Linked DNA regions of Bicyclus anynana: region 2 is linked to region 1. Evidence: chromatin contacts called from public Hi-C data. All regions are on one chromosome and are shown on one strand. Each heading gives the region's core, a stretch centred on a gene start, on an enhancer-like site or on the middle of the called end of the contact. The rest is flanking DNA. Distances are from core to core; before and after follow the strand shown. Region 1 holds the start of LOC112053037 (disintegrin and metalloproteinase domain-containing protein 10). Region 2 overlaps LOC112053037 (disintegrin and metalloproteinase domain-containing protein 10).

Region 1 (7,141 bases), core at 673-3,172:
AGGTTTTTAGGTGTTGAAAAACACTCTGACTCAGTGTCTGATCTGTTATAACTGCCTAAATGAGAGACTATGACTAATGCAGCAATTTGTATTATTGCAGCAATATTTCTGCCACAACTTGTCTGTCTGTCAACACATTTAGTTGTCTTTTTTAAGACTATCCTACCAATATTATAAACACTAAAGTTTGTATGGACGTTTATTACTCTTTAATGCTGCTACTACTAAAGCGATTTGGCAGAAATTTGGAATGGAATAGATTTATAGTATTAACATATAGGCTTCTTTTCAACCTGGAAAATCCATGGTTCCCACAGGATTTGTAAAAAACTGAATTCCATGTGGAGGAAGTTTTGGGTGTCTGCTAGTTTAAATATAGTATTATCTTTCAGAGGAGTCCTAGGATGTCTAAGTCTCCAGATTTATTTTAAATTTAGTATACAGTATATTTCATTTTGTTTTATATAATATGTAGGTAGTAGTTAAGTAGTTTAATATTATTATACATACTTTTGTAATTTTGAAGCCTATATACTACAGCTTTTGATGATGAGTACTGTTTACTAACAAATAAATTAGAAATGAAGGTAGTAAATGCATGTCATTTCATAACTTATTTACTTTAAATTATGTATGGTTTGGTTATAAAATGTTATACAAAATATATTTACCATATCTAATTGTTTTAAGCTTATTAATCAAATTTATTTTCATTAAGTTAAGAACAAGTTAATTATAATTACTATTAATCTGTGTGAAATGACTAGTGATTTATATCCTCATTTTTAATTTGTTTGTTGGTTAACAGTACTCACCAATAAAAGCTGAAATATAGTTGAAATAAATATAGTTTAAAGATGTTTTACATTATTTACAAATAGATATTTGTTTTTAGAACTTGACTTGTTGGTTCTGCAGTAAGCCTATGTGCCTTCAGATCAAGGTTCTGGGTGCAAGTCTTGGCTGGGTTATGACCTACTAAGCTTTTCTTTTACCTAAGACATTTTCAGTACAAATAAAAACAGCCCAGAATTGGGATGTTGGTGGTATTACAGACCTGTGCCTCTTTATAAGACTTTCTCTCAAGTTATCTGTGCTTTTATTACTATGCCAAAGCATATAGTAAACAAAGGAGTATATAACAACAATGTATAAACAAATAGTTGTATGTGATATACAAATTAAATCTCTCACTCATCAATGAATGAACAATGGCACAATTTGATGCAATTCTAATAAATTCTCAGTTTTACAAACAACAACAAAGGCAAACAGATTTATTGACTCAAGTATTATGAATACCCGAGTTACAATTTGTTACCTAGTTCTGACGTGTTTTAATGTTAAATGTTGTGTAAAATGAAACCAATACAATAATCATTGTTTCTAAATAAACATAAGGGGACTTACCACTTTCTATGTAAGGAAAGGCGAGTAGCAGAAGAATTATGTATCCAATTTCACTAAACATTGTCGCTTACAAACACACACTTTTGGTATCACTAAGCCATCGCACACAGCTGATTCACGAACCACACAAAACCTTTGTCTGTTTTCGATGGAAACGCATGCGCGTGCAAACAATATTTTTTATTTACATTACAACAAATCTTATTCTAAATAAATGGAAAACTGTAGAAACACGCCTAACAACACCAGCGATTACTGTTGCAGTCACCGTTTAGCTTCCCTCGAAACAATAAATAAATAACAAATTATTTTCGTCCTCTTTAACTTAATCAAATAAGGAAACGTAACTTATTGAGTTCAAGTAAATAATACAAATTAAAACAATTCCACTTTTGCATTATTGATCCATCTTTAACTAATATTCACATAACTAATATTAAATTTTATGTACAAAACGACTGCAAAGGCATTTTCTGTACTTTCCGACAGGTCGACTGACATATTGGAATTTTATTGATGTTGCCATTTGACAAATAGAATGTCATAGCCGACATTGTGTTTCTATGGTTTATGGTTTATGTAGAAGAGCCGGTAGACAGAGATATGTGGGCGTTTCTAATTTCTGTTAAGCTAAGCGCACATGTTAAATTCAAATTCTTACAGCTGCTTGGTGGGTTATTCAAAGCTAACTGTAACATACGACGAAAACGACTTATTTACTTTAGTTTAAAAGTATTATGAGGAATATTAAAATTATGGCAATGTTGCATTCAGATTTAAAAAAATATCAACATTATTCGGTTACTCTATAAATAATGACAGAAAATATGGTATTGCCATATTGAAATTTCATTAGTTCTACTTTTAATTTTATTATAAAAGTAATTTTATTTTACAAGTGTTGGTTAGGTGTGGAACAACTACTTAACTATAACAACAGATGCACTATAGTTTGAATCGTAGACAGAGTCTACGTCCACAGTTTGGATAAGGATTAAACCTGGGTTTAATACTTGAGTGCCTATGAACACTAAAATAAACCCTCAAAATATTTATTGTGGACTCAGTCCAGTCACACCAGTCCTATAAAATATGTTAGTTTACTCTTTGCAACAGTCACACCAACACAACACAGGTTCAATGTAACCAGTAGGTGCCATTGGAGTCAAGTGGACTTTTTATTATTTATATATCTTATTATATTTATATATATTATTATAAAAATAGATATTTAAATATCTATTTTTTCTGCAATGATAAATAAAGACCACATAATTTAGTTAATGGTACTAAACTACTTAAAAATAAATAAAGGATGCTTCCTTTATTTATTTTTAAAGTTTAAAAAATCAATGTATTATAATGGTTCAGCAGGGAATGAGATGATTTATTTCTATTTAATAAAATCATAAAACTAAATTAAGTCTACAACTTTAGCAAAAATATTTTTATTTAATTATAACAAGTTTTACAGTAAAGCATTACTTACATAGATATGGTATAATTATTTATAACAATGAGCTGTACTAAGAGATTTAACATTTTGTATACTTACCACAAATTTATTATAAATATTGTATAGGTATTTATAAAGCTACAATGTTCGTTACAAAATATAGATGATCTTATCAGGTATACCTAATTAGTTACAATTCCAGTTTCTTTTATTAGCTGATTTATGAGTGTTATTTTTATTATTTTTAGGAATATTTGCCATATCTTTTATGACCAATATTATTGTTCCCTTCATATTAGTTTGATAGGACTGTTAGGAACTTAGGAGAGGGTATGGCAATAGTATAGCAGGCAGAGGTTGATCTATGCTCTCTTAGTGATGTGTAGAATCATTTTATTGTATATCTGTATCAGTGGCGTAGCGTGCCTTGAAGGGTCCCTATATCGAAATTAGTTAAGGGCCCCAAATGAGTAAGGAATTCTCACTTAAATTCTCTCTCTGAATTGTCAATAATATCACAAAAATACTTGTTTAAAATAAATATAACAGTGATTTGACTTATGTTAGGATATTTCCAAATTTGGGAGCACGCTTAATCTTAAAAAAAGAGACTGTTTTTTTCATCATCATCATCATTATCAACCCATATTCGGCTCACTCAATTATGTTCCACTGAGTATATTTCAATGCAGTTAAACTTGGAGACATTTGCGATTGAGTCATTTGCAATAAGGATAAAGGAGCTTTTAGTTATTAAGTTATCAGCCTATTTTAACGGCCTACTAGTTCACCCAGGCTTCCTCAGAAATGGGATATGGAGCTGACCCACCACGCTGCTACAATTCGGGATGGCGAACTTAGGCCGATGGCAATGATCGCGACCAAGAGCTTAAAGTGCTCCCAGAGGCTGATAATATATACTGAAAATTTCTTAGAAGAAAAGCTCAGTATGTCATTAATTTCAAATATGGTTTGTGGGTTGAACCCACAATTTGAACCCTGTGATCAAAAATCACATAGGCTTACCGCTGAACAAATGAGACAGTTAGTTATTAAATAAATAATAAAAAATAAAGCATTTCTAAAATTTGAGCAGTACTCACATCAAAAATAACTAAAACAAAACATGTTATCAGATTTATTCCGTCACATGCTTTATCTGACTATTAAAAAATCTAGGAACTCTATTAATAAAATCTAGATATTTATATTATAATAACTTTTAGCAATAAAACGAGTTTTAGAAAATATTATTTAGGAACTTCTTCATATAATTTGTCGGGTGTAAAAACGCCTTTCTCTGTTATGATTCCAGTTATTAGTGATGCCGGCGTGACGTCGAACGATGGATTCCAACAATTTATACCTGAAAAAAAATTGAATACTAATATTATAAAGTGGTAAAGTTTGCGATGTTGTAGGTAATCTCTGGATCTACTAAACCAATTTTGAAAATTCTTTTCTCTACTCCCATTTCGTAATCTCAAAGCACTCAATAGAAAACCTCAAAGCATATCACAAAGATATTCCTACAGGTTGTTTGGTATTGTTCATTACCACACGGGAAACCGTGCTACAATGATATTTTTAAATAGTTCCATGGCATTGGCTACAAAAATTCAGGCTTCCTTGTTAGAGGCAAAATTTAGAAGGCCACGCCGATACAAAATCGAGGAGGCCATTGCCTAACGCCAATATATATTATTTACCAAGTTTTATCAAGTCTTATTTATTTTATCATGATTGTAGAAAAAGTATCGTATGCCACAACACGTTGTAAGCCTGTCTATTGTGCACAAAAATCATTCGTGCTACAATGGCCCTCGATATGTGACAGTGACATAAATGACTATTACCTATATGTCTGTTTGTCTGTTTACTCTTTGGAACGAATGAACCAATTTCAATGGGAATTTCACTGAAAGCTGAGGTTACTGAGTCATATTTAAGCTACTTTTTATCCCAATTTCAATGGTTCCCGAATTTAGCGTAGACTAAGTCGCGGGCGTCTGCTATGTTATTATAATATACAGGGTGTTACGGAGTATTTCCCACAACTTCAACGTGTTGACAAGTCCATTTATAGGAGCCAAACTGCATGACTAATTTTTTTTAACTACAAAAAAACTGTTTATGTTTTTTTTTTAAATAATTCAAATAATTCCGACTATCCATTTAACACACTTTATCTATCCTTGCATTTTAAAATACGTAATCGTAGTGGTAAGACTGTCGATATCGACTAGATGTTGCAACTGGCACTCCGCACTTCACTAGCAATTATTAAATATTCAAAGAAATGGTTTTTACTCCGAAAATATTCATTTTAGAACACATGTTCCTTAGACATTTTTAAATAATTTTCCATAAAGAATATAACCCTAGAGTTATGGGAAATTCTCCCGAGCACCCTGTATACTAACCTGGTGCCGCGATCCTGTGTTCGCCAATATGCGTCATCTCCCTGTCCGGGCGCTCCTCTATCTTGACCCGCTCGCCGGACTTGAGCGCCATGTCTATGGACGTGAGCGGCGCCGCCACATAAAACGGTACATTGTGATGCTTCGCCACTATCGCTATCTGGTATGTGCCTATTTTGTTTGCAGTGTCACCGTTCGCTGCTACCTTGAATTAAAAAAAATAAATTATGCAGATTTGAAGACAAAAGTCTTCGATCAGTTCGTGTTGCCAGTGATGACCTACGGATCCGAGACTTGGTTGCTGACTAACCTTATGACCGAGGATATCAAGCGGGTTGCAGGGAGCCGCTGGATGCTGACGGCTCGAGACCGTTTTGCTTGGAGGGCCATGCAAGAGGCCTATATCCAGGTAAGGTAAGATAAGGTAAATTATGCAGATTATTCCTTATACTTCATCATTAATAACCCATATTCGGCTCACTGTTGAACATTAGTCTCCTCTCAGAATGAGAGGCGTTAGGCCTTAGTCCACCTTATTGGCCTAATGCGGATTGCAGACTTCACACACATAGAGAATTAACAAAATTCTCAGGTTTCCTCACAATGTTTTTCCTTCACTGTTTAAGACAAGTTATATTTAATTTCTTAAAATGCACATAACTGAAAAGTTGTATGTGCATGCCCCAGACCAGATTCGAAACTACGCCCTCCGAATCAAAGGCAGAGGCACGCAGGGTGTTGCACTGCCGCCGCGCCTCTACGTCACCACTGATACCTAAAATCTTTTATTAGATTAACGCACGATGTTCTGAAACGTCATATTAGATTGCATCGTATTATAAGCTGGCACGTACCCTGTCAGCACCGACCACCACAGCGGTGATATTCCTCGCATGCATGAGCGCTGACACCATGCTGTCAACGATGAGCGTGGAGGGTATCTTCTCGTGCACCAGTTCGTAGGCCGTCAGCCTGGCGCCCTGATTGTACGGCCGGGTCTCAGTGCAGTACACGTGCTCTGAAATATCCACAACAAAAGTTTATAGCTAATATTTCTCCTGTATCTCTATAGGATGCCTCTTACTTATCGTCCCATACCCATCAGAGAGAGAGAGAGAGCGAAAGAGAGAGTTCGATTCCGTCGCTATTGGTCCACTATCTCTCTCGTGATTCAATGTTATTGCCGCGTCCTAGGCGTGCTGGGACTTGGGAGTAGAAGTTTCTTTGCTATGTTTCCACTCTACTGGTAAAGTGAAATTGGTGTTTGAAGATCATTATTTTTGGGACCAAACTTGCCTGCCGCCTTTTTATGTCCCTCTATCCTACATTAGCAAGTTTTTAAACATTAAAGTTACAAACCTAATCGTTTCGTGGCATGCTGTATTGCCGGCAACTCAGTATTTTAACGTGTTGTACTGTCAATATCCTATGGCAATTTGTTCAGTACAGCACCATAGTTGAATTTTTCTAACCACTTGTGTCTTTTACGTCCATCGTTATGTGTTGTAATGTGTCAGCAATATCACGTGACTGTCAATGTCCTATGGCAATTTGTTTAGTACAGCTCCATAGTTAATTTCTAACCATTTGTGTCTTTTACGTCCATCGCTACCATGTTTTTAAGCAATAGAGTTACAAACCTAATCGTTGCGCGGCATGCTGTGCTGTTGCCGGCAACTCAGTGTTGTATTGTGTCAGCAATATCACGTCACCGTCAATATTCTATGGCAATTTGTTTAGTACAACCATAGTTGAATTTATCTAACCACTTGTGTCTTCTACGTCCATCGCTACCATGGTTTTTAAATAATAAAGTTACAAACCTAATCGTTGCGCGGCATGCTCTATTGCCGGC
Region 2 (6,878 bases), core at 2,669-5,168, 94 kb before region 1:
GCTTAGATTTCATACATATCTTATACTAAACTAGCAGTTTTCGTACGTTTTTTACACCATTTAACTACACAAGAAGGTATTTTTACTAAGGTTTTTAACCGATGGACACGATTGTAAACTATGAAACATCGATTCTATGAAGACAGTGTTTATAATCGCATAAGATCGTTGATCATATACTTTGACAGAAAAATAATGTCTTAAGTAGGTTTATTTAAGCAATAAATATTTTTATGTTTTCTTAAATACCTATAATCATCATTATCTTTATTAGCCTATGTTAACAGTCCAGGATATAGGGCCTCATTGAAAGGAGAGGATATAATAAAATTATGCCTAAAGATCTTTTTAAACATTTATACTTTTGCACCCTCTTGAGATGGCCTTGAAGCTTGACGTTTATGTAAATTAGGTCTCCTTAATCTGTGATAGTTAGGCATAACTTTGCTGAGAAAATCAAGTTGTCTTGCGAGGCAGGTCTTTATCTAATTAGTCTGAGCATACAATGCAAAGCGAGAAGTACGTAGAACTCACCGTGGTCCCGGGCGGCGTACGCGAGCGGCGGCGCGTACCCCTTGTGCTGGCGCGCGCGCCGGTGGCCGGGCCGCGGCGCCCGCTGCGCGCTGCCCGCGCGCCGGCCCTCGCCCGCCGCGCCGCGCATGCGCCGCAGCGTGTTCATGGGCCGCCGGAGCGTCTCCGACAGTCGCCTATACACACGGTGTACATAAACACTGGGAGAGTGTAGATTTATAGATTTACTAGCGGACACCCGCGACTTCGTCCGCGTGGAAATCAATGTGAACTTTTAAGCTCTATTTCGTTTCACCCCTTTCTCATTTTATTTTCGCAATAAAAAGTATCAACCTTCTCCGTATTACGGTCTTCAACCGTGCCAAGTTTCAGTTGAGTTCATTCAGTAGTTTCAGCGTGATGCTAATAACAAAAAAACATGGACAGACAGATAGACAAAAAATCGAAAAAGAATATTTCTAGCTTCAGTATCGATTATATGTTATAATGCCCGGCAACAAACATTTTCAAAATATCTTCAATGTACAGAATTCGTATTATAAGTATAGATTCTAGATGGCGTTGGCTTCCTTTATGCCACGCTAACGTCTGTTATTACAAATGGTATACGTGAAATCTCAAATTGCGAATAAATGTATAGAAATCGCCCAGTTTTATTATAGGCATAGTAGGCATAGATATAGATAAGGTTATGGTTCTGAAACTTGGTCGCTGATTAAGAGCCTCATAAGGCTCAGGGTCACACAGCGGGCGATGAAGAGAGCTATGCTCGGAGTATCTTTGCGTGATCAAATCAGAAATTAGAAGATCCGCAGAAGAACTAAAGTCACGGACATATCCGACGAACGAAGCTGAAGTGGCAATGGCCGTGGCACATAGTTCGAAGAGCCGATGGACGTTAGAATCCCAACGTGCTGGAATGGCTGCCTCGCAGTAGAAATGGCACTTGCGTTCGACCCCTCCTCACTAGGTGGACTGACGACATCAAGCGAGTCATAGGAAGTCATAGATGCATGCGGCTCAGGATCGTGATGTTTGGAAGTCTAATCGGCTCATCCCCACAAAAGGCATGGGCCTGGGGATGAGATGGATGTCCACTGCAGGACATAGTACCATAGGACATCCATCGGCTGATGATTGGTTCTGGCGACGGAGGTAGTCCACTTGTGGTGGTTAGTTGCTGCCTGCACTGTCTAGCAATGCAATACTAACCTCGCCGGCGGTCTCTTGGGGTTGGAGGAGGGCGTGTGCACGGCGCAGCACTTGACGAAGGCGCCCATGCACACGATGAGCGCCACGCCGCCCAGCAGCACCGCCCACCACTGCTCCGTGACCCACGCCTGCACCGTCTGCAGCGTGGCGCGGTTCAGCAGCAGGTTCTTCAGCCTCACCAGCGGCCCTTCCGCGTCCACCGCTCGGCACTTTAGGAACACATCGCAGTAGCCCTGGAAGACAAAAAAAAATAATCATTATTCCAATTATTCCATTTTTTTTTAAATACAATTTTTTTTTTGTAGTCAGCCGACTCCAGAAAACTATGAAATTACCTGGAAGTTATCGCACGGCGACCCAGGCCTCAAGCTGATGCCGCCGGTCGGCAGGCCCACTTGGTGTGCGAAGTCAGCGGTGCTCCTGCAGGACTCGGGGTCGGGCCCCGTTTGACACGCGAGCTGACACAGCGCCCGGCGGTTGACCACCGCCGTCACTCCGTCACCCATCTTGGTGGGCGACGACGATAGGAAGCACTCTTTCATATTCCACGCGAGACAGATGGAGCCGCTGCATTCGCCTTTGATGCATAATTGTGTTCCTGAAAATTAAATACATATATTAGTTTGTACACCAGCCAATTGGACGCCAGATGATAAGATAAAGAGACAATATTCTAATAGATAAATTGGGCCACATTGAATGGCGATACTGAGCGGCCGGAACAGAACGAGGCATGGCTGCACTCCGCCGCCTCTCTGTTAGCGACTCACCGTTGTTGCACTTGGTGTGGTCGTTCATGGCGCGCGGGTTGGGGCACTCGGCGGAGCGGCCGGAACAGAACGAGGCGTGGCTGCACTCCGTCGCCTCTCTGTTAGCGACTCACCGTTGTTGCACTTGGTGTGGTCGTTCATGGCGCGCGGGTTGGGGCACTCGGCGGAGCGGCCGGAACAGAACGAGGCGTGGCTGCACTCCGTCGCCTCTCTGTTAGCGACTCACCGTTGTTGCACTTGGTGTGGTCGTTCATGGCGCGCGGGTTGGGGCACTCGGCGGAGCGGCCGGAACAGAACGAGGCGTGGCTGCACTCCGTCGCCTCTCTGTTAGCGACTCACCGTTGTTGCACTTGGTGTGGTCGTTCATGGCGCGCGGGTTGGGGCACTCGGCGGAGCGGCCGGAACAGAACGAGGCGTGGCTGCACTCCGTCGCCTCTCTGTTAGCGACTCACCGTTGTTGCACTTGGTGTGGTCGTTCATGGCGCGCGGGTTGGGGCACTCGGCGGAGCGGCCGGAACAGAACGAGGCGTGGCTGCACTCCGTCGCCTCTCTGTTAGCGACTCACCGTTGTTGCACTTGGTGTGGTCGTTCATGGCGCGCGGGTTGGGGCACTCGGCGGAGCGGCCGGAACAGAACGAGGCGTGGCTGCACTCCGTCGCCTCTCTGTTAGCGACTCACCGTTGTTGCACTTGGTGTGGTCGTTCATGGCGCGCGGGTTGGGGCACTCGGCGGAGCGGCCGGAACAGAACGAGGCGTGGCTGCACTCCGTCGCCTCTCTGCACGTCTGGTTGGTCACTGACGATACGAACTCGCACGTCTGCGCGTTGCAGCACGGGCCTTGTGACGGACTGAAAAGAGTACAGTGAAAAAAACAATTAATCATTTTGTTTACATCAATCAATGATGCACTTTATGATTAGGCCATCCATTAAGGGCCAGAATTATATGAAATCCCTAAAAATAATGTCTGTATTTACTATTTTTAGACTGTACCTGCACTGTGTGTGAGCTCTCCTTTGGCAGCCTTTTGCAGTACTGTTTCTTTCGACATCATAGTTGCTCAGTTGCCTCGGGTAGCAGCAGCGATCGTTACATTCCTTTTCGTTGTAACCTGTAATACCACAAAACAGAATTAAAATCAAGACACATTATTCAAGCACGCATCAAATGTTCTCGTTTCCTCAGCTTTCTCTTAAAGTTTCCCTAGATTCCTGAGCGAATTTACAACGTAAATCAAGCCGATCAAGCGAATTTCGCACACTGCGTCTAGCACCGCTTACTTGTTGGGTCGGTGACACGACGTGGAGCAACAACAAAAAAGCAATTATGTTTGCAACATACCACAGTCGCACTCTTCGCCGTCTTCAACGATCTTGTTCCCGCAGAAGGCGCCGGCGTTCTCCTTGAGACAGTCGCGCTTGCGTCCGTCGCGCACCGCGTCTAGCACCGCGCTGATGTTGCCGACGGAGCACGTCGAGAAGCGACTGTTGTTGGGCCGGTCGCCGGACGTCGCGGACGCGAACATTATGTAGTTGCCCTCTTGACCTCCTGGACGACATTCTGATGGGTAGTCGTGCTATAACAAGAAACATAGCATCTTCAATATAGCGCAATTGTTAAAAAGCTACCTAAAACTCGAAAGGTCCTTGGTAATTAGATAATACACTACTCGTGAATTTATAGATAATATGATAGAGTAGACACAAACTTCGTTCGTTTCGCTTCGTTTAACGACGCCTCGCCGCACTCAACTTACGATCATTGTCGAGTTTTTCTGTTGAGGCCAAAGACTCGAAGCGATCTGAAGTTGAAACACGAAGCGCCTTGCTATTTGGCTCATTCCGGACTTTGTCTATTCGATTAGTGTACTTTAACATTTTAATCTATTTTTCGCGGTAATAATATCTTCAACTTTTTAACCGCTTCGTTGATACTGGACTAGACCAGACTTGGTCAGGGATTCAGCTTTCAATGTATTCGAGGCTGTCTAAATAAATCATTGGGTTTTAATCTCTCCGAGAACCCGGACTTGCGTAGAAGGTTTTGACTGTATAAAAGGAATTTGAGCTGAAGTTTGAGTAGTTTGACTTACCGGCGAGCCAAAGTTGTGTCCGATCTCGTGAGCGAGCGTGAGCTGGCTCACTTTGGGCGGCACGCGGCTGTTGTAGTTTACGAAGGTGATGATGCCGGTGTTGAGTGAGCGCTTGGTGCTCTGGTACATGCCGCCCGTTGTCTCCGTGTACGTCTTGTACTTCTCACAGATGCCGCCCGACGCGCCGCTGGCGCTCGCAACCCACGCTAGACCTGTCACAATGAAAACTGACGTAGTAAGATATCTATTGTATCGGTGGCACGTCGTACACTACCAACAACCCATAGGCCGACCAGCTGACAGAATATAAGAAGAAACACATCTCTGTATGCTTTGAAGATGGTCACCAATGTAAGCCAGAGGAAAACGTGGACCCGTTCGAGGCTGGGATCATACCAGGACCATTGTCATCAGAAATGAAGGAATGATGCAGAGAGAAGATATCTATGTTTCTTATATTATCCTGTATTGTATTAAATGTATAGCTTTCTGCTTCACTATACAACAACCTGACGTTTCGAAAGTGAAAGAAAGTGGTAAATTAAACTTATTTGAAACAAATGAATTTGAGTATTCATACATATGTCTCTCACTTTAGTTTTGTGAGTTCCTTTGTAAATGGGGTTTCTACATTTACTATGAAATATATGTATTGTCTTTGTGCGAATGTTGTTCCATTCTGAATGAGCTAAACGAGTGCTTATTAAAAGGCATGCAAACTTCTACCCTGTACATTTTTGTCGTCTAACGGTGTTTTTAATACAATTAAATTGATGAATGTAGAATTGTATAGGCCAGTATTAATGATTTCATTATGAGTGCTTACCAAAGTGTAACAATACATTGAAAAAATATAATCCTACCAATATTATATTTGTTTGAAATTAAAACGTTCATAAATAATAACCTGGATTAACACATAGGCACTTACTTCTTGTCCTGGAAAAAACGTGGTTTCCCGAAAGTTGTGAAATACTGATGGTTATGTTAGTATGAATGTTTGTTACTCTTTCTCGCCGCGACTATTGAACCGATTTAGCTGAAATTTGGAATGGAGGTAGATTTTTCCGGAAAAATTCATATTTCCCGTGGGATTTGTGATATACAGAATTTCACACAGAGTATCGGGCGTTTGCTAAATTGAAACAACATTTGGAATACTTTTATCCAGGAAAAAGAGTTCCTGCGGGGTAAGCGATGATTTTTTTTTAAATGACTTGTACGTAGGTAGCTAGTTAACAAATGAGTGTACCTAGAGTGCCTCCAGTGAAGTCCCTGTAAGTGAACACGTATGCCAGGCAGAAGTCTTCGTGGTTGCCGAGCGAGTGCAGATTGAGGAAGTTTGACACGTCGATGTTTTCCAAGCAGAACTGGTTGCTCTCGCTGCCGAACACGTGCGGCGTGCATAGTGAGTCATCGTCAATCTGAATTAAAAAAAAATAATACTCATTTCACACTAATTTCTATACTAATATTAAAAAGCTGAAGAGTTTGTTTGTTTGCTTGTTCAGGAACTACTGGTCCGATTTGAAAAATTATTTCAGTACTAGATAGCTCATTTATCGAGGAAGACTATAGGCTATATATTATCCACGTATTCCTACGGGAACGGGAACCACGCGGGTGAAATCGCGCGGCATCATCTAGTCTCAGGATAAAGTCACCATAAATAGACAAAGTTGAGATTTCAAAATTTAAAATTAAGCATAGTTTACTTGAAATAAACGAATATGATTCTAACCCAGACACAAGAAGTCTAGTGATATAAGTTTCATGTGTGTTTGTGTGTAATTTTGTGGCATTATTGCATTTTTTTTTATCAAAAAAGCTGTTTAAATGTTTTTTTTTTTTTGGTAATTCCTCTAATGCTGATTCACCATGAGGACAATGTTAGGATGGAAGAAATTCCTGACATGAAGTCGTTATTAATATTACAACTGCCGGGAGATTTTCAAAAATTTAAATTTAAATTTACTTGTATTTTGAAAAGATAATGACTTGCTTTAGAACGGTATAAAAATATTGTAGTAAGACTATTTTTCACAAAAGCTTCTTGCACATTTAAAGTCAAAAATGTCTAATTTTGCACTGTCCCACAGTTCTTAAACATTTAAAGTGGGAGAGTGCAAAATTAGACATTGATATAATTTGTAGTAAAGGGTTGAATACCACTATGTTACAATTTCCAACAATTTCAAGTTCACAAGAAGGGTCAAGTATGTCAAATTCCAAGATACCTTTATCCTTTGAACTTCAAACTGTATATTCCGGTG

What was found. A called contact is a pair of places that touch in the nucleus more often than the background predicts.
Region 2: a Hi-C map of whole larva shows a contact between it and region 1, with 5 times the contacts expected there. The contact joins the enhancer-like site here to the promoter of LOC112053037 in region 1. A contact is called at or near these places in 2 of 2 Hi-C or Micro-C datasets (whole body and whole larva).

What each region holds. Positions count from the first base shown.
Region 1 is chr12:5,191,540-5,198,680 of ilBicAnyn1.1, reverse strand. It overlaps LOC112053037 (disintegrin and metalloproteinase domain-containing protein 10), which reads right to left and starts at 1,922. Exons shown (of 16, transcript XM_052884767.1): 1 at 1,411-1,922. The coding sequence starts at 1,471. LOC112052850 (methylthioribose-1-phosphate isomerase) reads right to left here. Exons shown (of 7, transcript XM_024092080.2): 5 at 6,141-6,304; 6 at 5,290-5,491; 7 at 2,843-4,232. The coding sequence ends at 4,117.
Region 2 is chr12:5,287,726-5,294,603 of ilBicAnyn1.1, reverse strand. LOC112053037 (disintegrin and metalloproteinase domain-containing protein 10) reads right to left here. Exons shown (of 16, transcript XM_052884767.1): 7 at 6,843-6,878; 8 at 5,858-6,029; 9 at 4,606-4,817; 10 at 3,855-4,089; 11 at 3,507-3,624; 12 at 3,192-3,361; 13 at 2,079-2,341; 14 at 1,744-1,976; 15 at 535-707. Among protein-coding and RNA genes, the nearest start is that of LOC112053032, 18 kb to the left of the region's middle. Within about 2 kb of position 3,918, at least 4 of the 8 cell types and tissues checked have open chromatin away from gene starts, as enhancers often do.